Regions from separate parts of the Hordeum vulgare genome. Here region 2 is linked to region 1. A link is a contact called in public Hi-C data. All regions are on one chromosome and are shown on one strand. Each heading gives the region's core, a stretch centred on a gene start, on an enhancer-like site or on the middle of the called end of the contact. The rest is flanking DNA. Distances are from core to core; before and after follow the strand shown.

Region 1 (4,724 bases), core at 741-3,240:
CGTGGTGTGTCTTCCGAATGCATCCGGAAATCTATTTGTATGAACATTATGCCATAATCTATAAAGTGGGTGTGTTATAAAAAAAAGTCGTTGTATTAATATAGCAGGGCTACGACTTATTTTAAGAGTGGGAGTTGTACCCCCTCATCCTTGATCAACAGTTGCACACGTTTCAAAAAACCATGTACGACGAAGATTTCGAGCGTGCGTGACAACAACTTGTCCTACCAGCGAGCTATGTAGCACGCGCGAACCGTGCGGCTAGCCAATAGTCCCGGCCACGCCATCCACGTCAAGCTCTGAATGAAGTGGAGATACGCGCGGCCGTCTCTGTCCATCCATTTTGCGTGCATGGTCATTGAAATCGTTACGCTGACAGACACGGGACATAGTACTCGTCAGCTACAACTGCTGCCTGACTTGACAATAGGAACGCCGTGCGTGCCAGGTAATCTAACGTCATTTCGTTTCACAGGATCGATCGATGCCCAGGCATAATCAATGTGGACATATGTTTGTGCACCTCGCACCACGGACGATCCCACCTGTAACAATAATTAACAACTGACGTTCAAAAAAAAAAACAATAATTAACAACTGTGCCCGGCCAAAGACCAACGCCTAGCAACAGCAGCAAGTCAGCTACTACCAAACAGTCTAGCGCACATGCAAAACACGCAACCTTACCTGTAGTTAACAGCGATCAAGGAGTAGTAGTAGTTAACAGTTGATTAAGCAGCGTTTCAAAGTGACTGTCACGGTCAGAATAGAGAATAGTGTAGCCGCAGGGAATTCCAGCACGGGCGTGCATGGCATCGCATTCGCATCGCATCTTTGGACAAAAAGGGTTTTCCAACACATGGCTGGCTGTCCTCCTCCGGTTCACGTGAGACAAAATCCAAACCTTTTGCCCCCGTCATCCTGTCGAGCAAAAGCGGAAGCTTCCCGGCGCTTGCCGGCACACAGCCTCTGCGCACCACCGCACGCTGAAACCCAGAAACCAACCCCCCCACACCCGTGCCCGTGCCTGGTCAAAAATGGGCGAGGACTTTCACGCCCGTCTCGGCCGGCGCGTGCTCTGGTGTGGCGGGAGCGCGCGCAGGGACGCGGTGTCGCCCGCGTGGTCACCAGCTCAGCCCCGCCTCGCACGTCCGGTCGGTCCGGTGGTCTCGCCGCTCCACGCTGTAGGCTAGCCGCCCAGTTGCTGCCCGCGCTCCCTCCCTCCCTCGTCCAATAATGCACAGGCCGGCGACCGCATGGGCGGTGCGGGCGGTGGCGCTCGTCAACAAACCACCTGCGCGCACGAGCCGCCGGCCGGACGGACGCGCACTGGCACTGCCATCCATCCGGTGGCGCGCATAAAAAACCCGCCGGTCAGCCCCCTGCTGCATGTTGCAATAAAAATTGGCGGCCAGGCCGGTGATTCGAAGTTTCCTTTAACGCGAACCGGATCCCCAGCCGGATCCTGCACATTTAGCGAGCGAGCGAGCGAGCGAGCAGCCCCCCATTTTTCTTTCTTCTTCTTCTTCTTCCGTTGGCGATCGCGCCGCGGCTCCGAGGACGTGTCGCGAGGTGAGCCGGTCCAGTCGCAGTCGCCCTCCCAACCACTGAGCCCCGATCGGTTGCGGTTCAATGCACGTCGCCACCACCACGCCGGTCGCATAACCGCTGCTGCCCCTGTTACATCTTACATGCATGGAACGGAGATCAGATGCGTCAAGACATGGCGCGCGTCGCGGTCGATGCGTGCACACAATGGCAACTTTGGCACTCGTATCCTTTACCGTCGGGCCGGCAGCCGCGTACGTGCCGCTGTCCTTGCCGGCTGCATGTCCACCCCCGGACGGGACACTGGGCCCTGGCTGCCCCGCCATGGACAGACAGTTCCTTGACGTATGCCATCTCATGTCCTCCTTCGCGGCCGCCGAGCTCCGTCATCCTCATCCGCGCGCCGCTCTCCCCTATAAATAACTGGCCACGCCGAGCCGTTCTGACACAGGCTTAGTACCACCACAACACAGCAGTCGATCGAGCAAACATTCCTGTCCCTCCCTCCCCTCCCCTCCCTCCCACGCATCCGGCCGGCATTCTTCACCTAGCTCTAGCTCGCGTTCCCTGCTCTGCTTCTCCTAGTGTCTCGTATTCAGCAAATGGCGGCTATGACTGATGTGTCGAGGGCGATCGGCGCGGCTCTGCGGAGCCCGGCCTCGTCACCGGTGGCGGAGGCTGCGGCCGCAGCAAAAGCCAAGGACGCCGAGAAGCTGCGCTTCATCGACGAGATGACCTGCAACGTCGACTCCGTGCAGGAGCGCGTCCTGGCCGAGATCCTCGCCCGGAACGTCGACACGGAGTACCTCAAGAACTGCGGCCTCGACGGCGCCGCCGACCGCGACACCTTCCGGGCCAAGGTGCCGGTCGTGTCCTACGACGCTCTGCAGCCCTACATCCAGCGCATTGTCAACGGGGATCGGTCGCCGATCCTGTCCACGCACCCCGTCTCCGAGTTCCTCACCAGCTCCGGCACGTCGGCCGGCGAGCGCAAGCTCATGCCCACCATCAAGGACGAGCTCGACCGCCGCCAGCTCCTCTACAGCCTCCTTATGCCGGTCATGAACCTGTAAGTTGGCACTCGATGGCATTCCACGATCAACAAGTAATCAATTTCTCCAGTCCAAACTCCAAAGTGAGAGAACAGCTGCTGATTGATCCATGGATCGATCGATCGACCCAATGTTTCTTGCAGATATCTGTCCGGGCTTGACAAGGGGAAGGGCCTCTACTTCCTGTTCGTCAAGTCGGAGACCAAGACCCCGAGCGGCCTCACGGCGCGGCCAGTGCTCACCAGCTACTACAAGAGCGAGCAGTTCAAGAACCGCCCCTACGACCCCTACCACAACTACACCAGCCCGACGGCGGCCATCCTCTGCGCGGACGCGTTCGAGAGCATGTACGCTCAGATGGTGTGCGGTCTGTGCCAGCGCCACGAGGTGCTCCGCGTCGGCGCCGTGTTCGCCTCCGGCCTCCTGCGCGCGATCCGTTTCCTCCAGCTCAACTGGGAGGAGCTGGCCGCCGACATCGAGGCCGGCGCGCTCACCCCGCGCGTCACCGACGCTTCCGTGCGCGAGGCGGTGGCGGGCATCCTCCGGCCGGACCCCGAGCTCGCCCAGTTCGTCCGGGACGAGTGCTGCAAGGGCGACTGGGCCGGCATCGTCAGGCGCATTTGGCCCAACACGAAATACCTGGACGTCATCGTCACCGGCGCCATGGCGCAGTACATCGGCACCCTCAAGTACTACAGCGGCGACCTGCCGATGGCGTGTACCATGTACGCGTCATCCGAGTGCTACTTCGGGCTCAACCTCCGCCCGCTCTGCGACCCTTCGGAGGTGTCCTACACCATCATGCCCAACATGGGGTACTTCGAGTTCCTCCCCGTGGACGAGGCGACCGGCGCGGCGTCGTGCGTGGACGCGGGAAACCTCGTGGACCTCGCGCGCGTGGAGGCCGGGCGGGAGTACGAGCTGGTGATCACCACCTACGCCGGGCTGAACCGGTACCGCGTCGGCGACGTCCTCCGCGTGACCGGGTTCCACAATGCGGCGCCACAGTTCCAGTTCGTCCGCCGCAAGAACGTGCTGCTGTCCATCGAGTCGGACAAGACGGACGAGGCGGAGCTGCAGCGCGCCGTGGAGCGCGCGGCGACGCTGCTCCGCCCGCACGGCGCGTCGGTGGCGGAGTACACCAGCCAGGCGTGCACCAAGAGCATCCCCGGGCACTACGTGGTGTACTGGGAGCTGCTGACGACGGGCGCCGGCGCCGGCGCGACGGCGGTGGACAAGGGCACCCTGGACGCCTGCTGCCTGGAGATGGAGGAGGCGCTGAACACGGTGTACAGGCAGAGCAGGGTGGCGGACGGCTCCATCGGGGCGCTGGAGATCCGGGTCGTCCGGGGCGGCACGTTCGAGGAGCTCATGGACTACGCCATCTCCCGGGGCGCCAGCATCAACCAGTACAAGGCGCCCCGGTGCGTCACGTTCCCGCCCATCATCGAGCTGCTGGACTCGCGCGTGGTGTCCAGCCACTTCAGCCCCGCCCTGCCGCACTGGACCCCGGCCCGGCGCTCCGACTAGAGCTCTGCTCGACGGCGATCGCCCCACACGAAGCAGGACCCACGACGTCTCCGCCTGAATCGATTCACTCGTTGGAAATTTTGGTCGTTGCCGTCGGCTCGGCTAGTACTAGTACGTTACGTAGCTCTAGTAGTAGTAGAACGAGAGTGAGTGCCAGTACCACCTTTGATCTGATGCTAGGAATGAGGCTGGAATATGGTTAATGATTAATGCTTGATGTAACAGTCCGATTACTGCCGGAATATGATGATTAATGGTTGATGATTGATGTGCTTGTCTGTCTGTATCTATCGGGATTATGATTGATTGTTAATTAACGGAACGGAACATGCCTCCAAAACCGTACGAGTTAGTGTGTACTTGCAGGATATATTTCCCCAATTATTGGCCACTAGCCGACACCAGCAGAGAGAGACCGGAGGCCGGTTGTTCTTTCCTCATTCTCCTGCCTTCGGCCTTCCCATTTTGACGGCAAGAACTCGTTGCTGCTGCTTGCTCGTTGGAAAATGTTGGCAAGAGGAGCAGAATTAGCCGCGTCACGTAGCTCATCGCCGGTGAGATTGGGTCGAGGCGGCAATAATTGAGGCGGCCGAA
Region 2 (4,724 bases), core at 864-3,363, 250 kb after region 1:
TTACTCTACGCATGCAATGGTGCCACATCATCCATCCGTGCATATTAGTCATAAGTAGTTTTTTGCATTAGAGTTCATCCTCCATATTTTGTTAAAAGTTACATTTTAACTATATTTTTCACTTTCTTTTTATACGCTTTGTATTTTATTGTTTTTAAGCTTACATTCGCTTTTCATTAGTTTTTTATTTTTATAACAATTATTTATCCGTATTTTAGCAATGCTTCCACAGCAACGCGCGGGGCATCATCTAGTTTCAGTAAGGTTTCAAGTAAAATCTTTGAGATAGTGTGGATACTTGTTTGCTTGATTCTGTTTAAAAACAGAAACTTCTATGTTTAATGCAGAATTTTCTTGATTTTACTGGAACATGAAAAGTTTCAGAAATTTTTACAGAGTAATGTCATATAAGTTCTTTATCATGTCCCAAAAATTCATAAATTTTGAAGATATAGAAGTACACTTTTTAAACAAATTGCTACCCACTGCTCTGTTTGGACAGATTGCTGCCATAGTTTTGGTATATACTTACCGTAGAGTTTTCATGACTTATATTGATAGATATAAATTGTGAAGATTATAGTATACAATATCTAATATTTGAAAATTATTATGCAACTTGTGTTGGCAGTACATGAAGCGTTGATTTATTCTTATATGTACTAACCGATCTCATGAGTTTTTTTTTTTGAAAATTTGTGCAGATGAAGTTTTTGCGACTTAGATGAAATCAAGATATGAGAGGATTGAACGAGATACGAAAGTTCAAGCTTAAAGATGCCCAAGGCATAGACTTGTGAATAGTTTCAAACCCATATTGAATCCAACCCAAACTAAACAAGTCTAGGTCTTTATTCCAAATCAATCCAACCCAAAAAGTTTACAACTAGGATCCATGCCATTATTTGGAATTTTCGTCCAAACCCATCCAAACTATTTCCCCCTTTTGGATTCAACCCACAATTCCAAACTGTGGATACGAGAAGTTGGTGTGTTGACGTCCGTGTGCGACTCCACGCCTACTGCCTGCCGCGTGCATGATGCCCCAGTCAGCCGCGGTCTCGCGTACGGCGACCACGCATGCGCAAGGCCTGGTTGAAGGTGTCGAAACCGCCCACGTCAACGATTGGAAACTGCAAAGAGACGTGAGGCCAGCTTGCCGTCGAATATGTTGCTCGGGCCCTAATGCTCCTTCACCAACTAGATGTACACCGCCGGGATCCCGGACAGGCCGCTCATGCTCAGCGGCTTGATGGATGGAATGGATCGAGGTACGTACGTGCATATGGTAGCTGGTCTTCCTATAAATTTGGTTGAGAGACTGGATTTTGTTCATGGACTGAAATCATTTGAGACCGAATGGTTTGTGTCCAGATTAAACCAATCCAATCCAATTGTTGATCAAACCCAAGCCAAACTAGTTTGCTTTAGATTCTCGGACTATTTAAATCAACCCAATATAGTCCAATAGCAAATCCAACCTGAAACTAAGGTTTGAGCCCAAAATATTTACAGTTATGTCAAGGCATCCCAAATCAATGTTATTTCCTCCATTTTTATATACAAGGCCACAAACTTATATTAGACGTACCTAGGTAAGTACAAAATTTTAAAGATAGCTTTTGTTTTTATTTATTATGATCATTAATCATTAATATAGTGCATGCATGCAAGCAAACTGAGTGGAGAAAGTAACTAATTATTATTATAACTACATGCATGTAGAATTAAATAAGTTGTTAGTACGAGAAAAGTCATTAATGTTTGTCTTGATTATTGTTGGTGGCCTTATATAAATAAAATAAATAAATTCATAGTGACTTATAAGTAAATGGAGGGAGTACAACAAGTTCTTCCCGTTCTTCCCCTTGTCACTTGTCAGCTCCTCCCGTTCCCCTTCCACACTCCAATCTCACTGGAAAAATACACAGCTACGAATCTTTATCCAGTCGCATGCCAGAGCCCCCGTCCGAGGGGCCCCAGGTGCACGTACCCCAGCCGTCAGGCAGGACCACGGGCCATTTTCCTCCACTGGCCTGTGGGCCCTGCGATGCATTCTCCATTGGTAGGCGTTAACGAATATTATCCGACCCGGGCGGCTCGCGTAAACCGCGAATTTCCGACATTGCCCCTCCCCCTTCCTCTAACAAGTCGTCGCCTCGGCCTCGGCCCGGGCCTCGTCGCCCGCCCGCCCCCCCTCGGCACAACGACCTCGACCCTCCCCCATTCCTCGCGCGGCGCGACCGACCATGGCGAGCCGCGGCTGGCGTCGTCCGCTCGGCTCGCTGCCAGCCCTCGCCCTGGCCCTCTTCCTCCTCGCCGTCGCCGCCGCCGCGGCTGGATCCCCCGACCGAGCCGCCCCCTCGCGGCCGCCGCTGGTGCTCCCGCTCACGCTCTCCTACCCCAACGCGAGCCGGGTCGCGTCGTCCAGGTCCAGGAGAGGGCTCGCCGAAGGAGGCCGCCCCAGCGCCCGCATGCGCCTCCACGACGATCTCCTCACCAACGGGTCTGTACAGTTCGGATTCCTCCCTCGTTTCCTTCCCGCCGAATTCGCTGGATGCTCCGTTGGATCTGAGGCTCGCGGATTGTCTTCGTATTGGTTATAGGTATTACACGACGCGGCTGCACATCGGGACGCCCCCGCAGGAGTTCGCGCTGATCGTCGACTCCGGGAGCACCGTCACCTACGTGCCCTGCGCCTCCTGCGAGCAGTGTGGCAACCACCAGGTGGGCCCTGATTCCTCTGCTCCTGTGCTCAGCTACCAGCTCAGAAACTTTGTGCGATGATTAGATTAATTTGGATGGACATTTTGGTACCCACGCCTGAAACTCTAGGTGTGAACCATTGAAGCTAGCTAATTGATTATGTGGTTTCACAGCTGAATACATGTTTGTAATGCTACTTTGCATGCATCGTTATTTAGCGTTCTTAGTTCGCATAACTCGGCACGTAATTTGTCGATAGATCAGGAAATTCAAGTTTAGTTATGTCCTGTGAGTAGAGTACTAGATTGTAGGTGGACTAAGGACACCTCCTCAGCCTGCAGTGAGTAGTAAAACCGAGGCATACTAAATTATATGCTTTCTGTAAATCATTGATGACTCAAATTAACACCGTGTTCGGTATTCCTGAGTGAATACCATGCTTATCTTGGTAATAGCCAACAAAACTTGGCTTTTGTTTCGTGGACATTGTTTCAGCAAAAAGTTGCTCCATTGGATTGCCAAACCTTGTGGCTTTGGTATAATTAGTCCTAAATAAGTGTTAGCCAACTCCTCTTAAATTTCTCTATGTTCTTGGTCCCATTTCCCTTGCCAACAATTGGCAGACAATGCATTTGGCAGGTGTTTTGCTTGGTCATGCCAATGTGTTTGTAGCACCATTTTTTTTGTCTTGTTACCTGTTTAGTTACTATACCAATCCCATTCCCAGTTCTAGATCTAGTATTGCTGTTTTTATAATCTGTGCTGATTATCTGAATGCGGAACAAAATGCTTCCCGTCCTTGTCATATATTTTCAGTTTTTACTACATTCTATAGCCAAATCCAAGAAGATGCATCTATTGCTCGTCTTGTATAACTCGCAGTTTGAAAATTCCATTGGTAATGTCATTGTCAGCCAGTGTAAAGGGACATAAGTGAGATGCATAGATGTCAGCTAACATAAAGGGGAGTAAGTGGGATGTAAAGAGAAACATATACAAACCGAGATGTGGCATTTGAAGTCTTATACTGCCAATATCTTGTGGTCAAAGTAACATGTTAAAAATATGAACACTGGAGGCAAAAAGAGTTAAGACTTTATGACTACTGCTGGTTACTGGTCTGTATAGTTTCAACAAACCAAATTCATAAATAAATTTGATTTGCGGTAACCATCTTGATGCAACTGAAGCAATATAATGATGGACCATGATTTAGCAATTGCCATCATTGTTGTACCATCACATTTAGTATTCTATATTGTGTTTTGCTTACTGAATCACCAAACATTGTTGAAGACATTCGTGTAGTACTGGTGTGGAGATGATTTTGTTTTTGGCCTATTTTTATAATTCAAAATACATGAAGATATGCATGCTGCGATAAGCATCATGCCGTATAGGAAAATATTTCATTCTACTGGTCTAGGAGATCACCACTATTTATGGTTTTAAATTCTTCTGGATTACCAGACAGTTAACGCATGCCGATGTTTTGCTTGATGTAGGATCCAAGGTTTCAACCTGATCTCTCCAGTACATATTCACCAGTAAAATGTAATGTTGATTGCACTTGTGATAGTGATAAGAACCAGTGCACTTATGAGAGGCAGTATGCTGAAATGAGCTCCAGCAGCGGGGTACTTGGTGAGGACATTGTGTCGTTTGGCACAGAAAGTGAACTTAAGCCACAGCGTGCTGTTTTTGGCTGTGAAAATTCTGAAACTGGAGATTTGTTCAGCCAGCATGCTGATGGCATAATGGGGTTGGGCCGTGGTCAACTTAGCATAATGGATCAGCTTGTTGACAAGGGTGTCATAGGTGATTCATTCTCTATGTGCTATGGTGGAATGGATATTGGTGGTGGTGCTATGGTACTTGGTGCAATGCCTGCCCCTCCTGGCATGATATACACACATTCAAACGCTGTCCGCAGGTAACATAAGTTGTTTTGCACGCTTACATGGCAGTTTTGTTCCTTTTTCTGTGTGGGTGGGTTGCAGGTTCCCCTTTTTATAATA

Evidence for each region. A called contact is a pair of places that touch in the nucleus more often than the background predicts.
Region 2: a Hi-C map of leaf shows a contact between it and region 1, with 4 times the contacts expected there. The contact joins the promoter of LOC123425475 here to the promoter of LOC123425474 in region 1. A contact is called at or near these places in 5 of 6 Hi-C or Micro-C datasets (leaf and seedling) and 1 of 1 datasets of contacts at active chromatin or transcription factors (embryo).

Annotation. Positions count from the first base shown.
Region 1 is chr2H:120,733,716-120,738,439 of MorexV3_pseudomolecules_assembly, forward strand. It overlaps LOC123425474 (indole-3-acetic acid-amido synthetase GH3.8), which reads left to right and starts at 1,991. Exons shown (of 2, transcript XM_045109176.1): 1 at 1,991-2,617; 2 at 2,744-4,398. The coding sequence starts at 2,151. The coding sequence ends at 4,130.
Region 2 is chr2H:120,986,038-120,990,761 of MorexV3_pseudomolecules_assembly, forward strand. LOC123425475 (aspartic proteinase 36-like) reads left to right here and starts at 2,114. Exons shown (of 12, transcript XM_045109178.1): 1 at 2,114-2,506; 2 at 2,607-2,727; 3 at 4,212-4,639. The coding sequence starts at 2,250.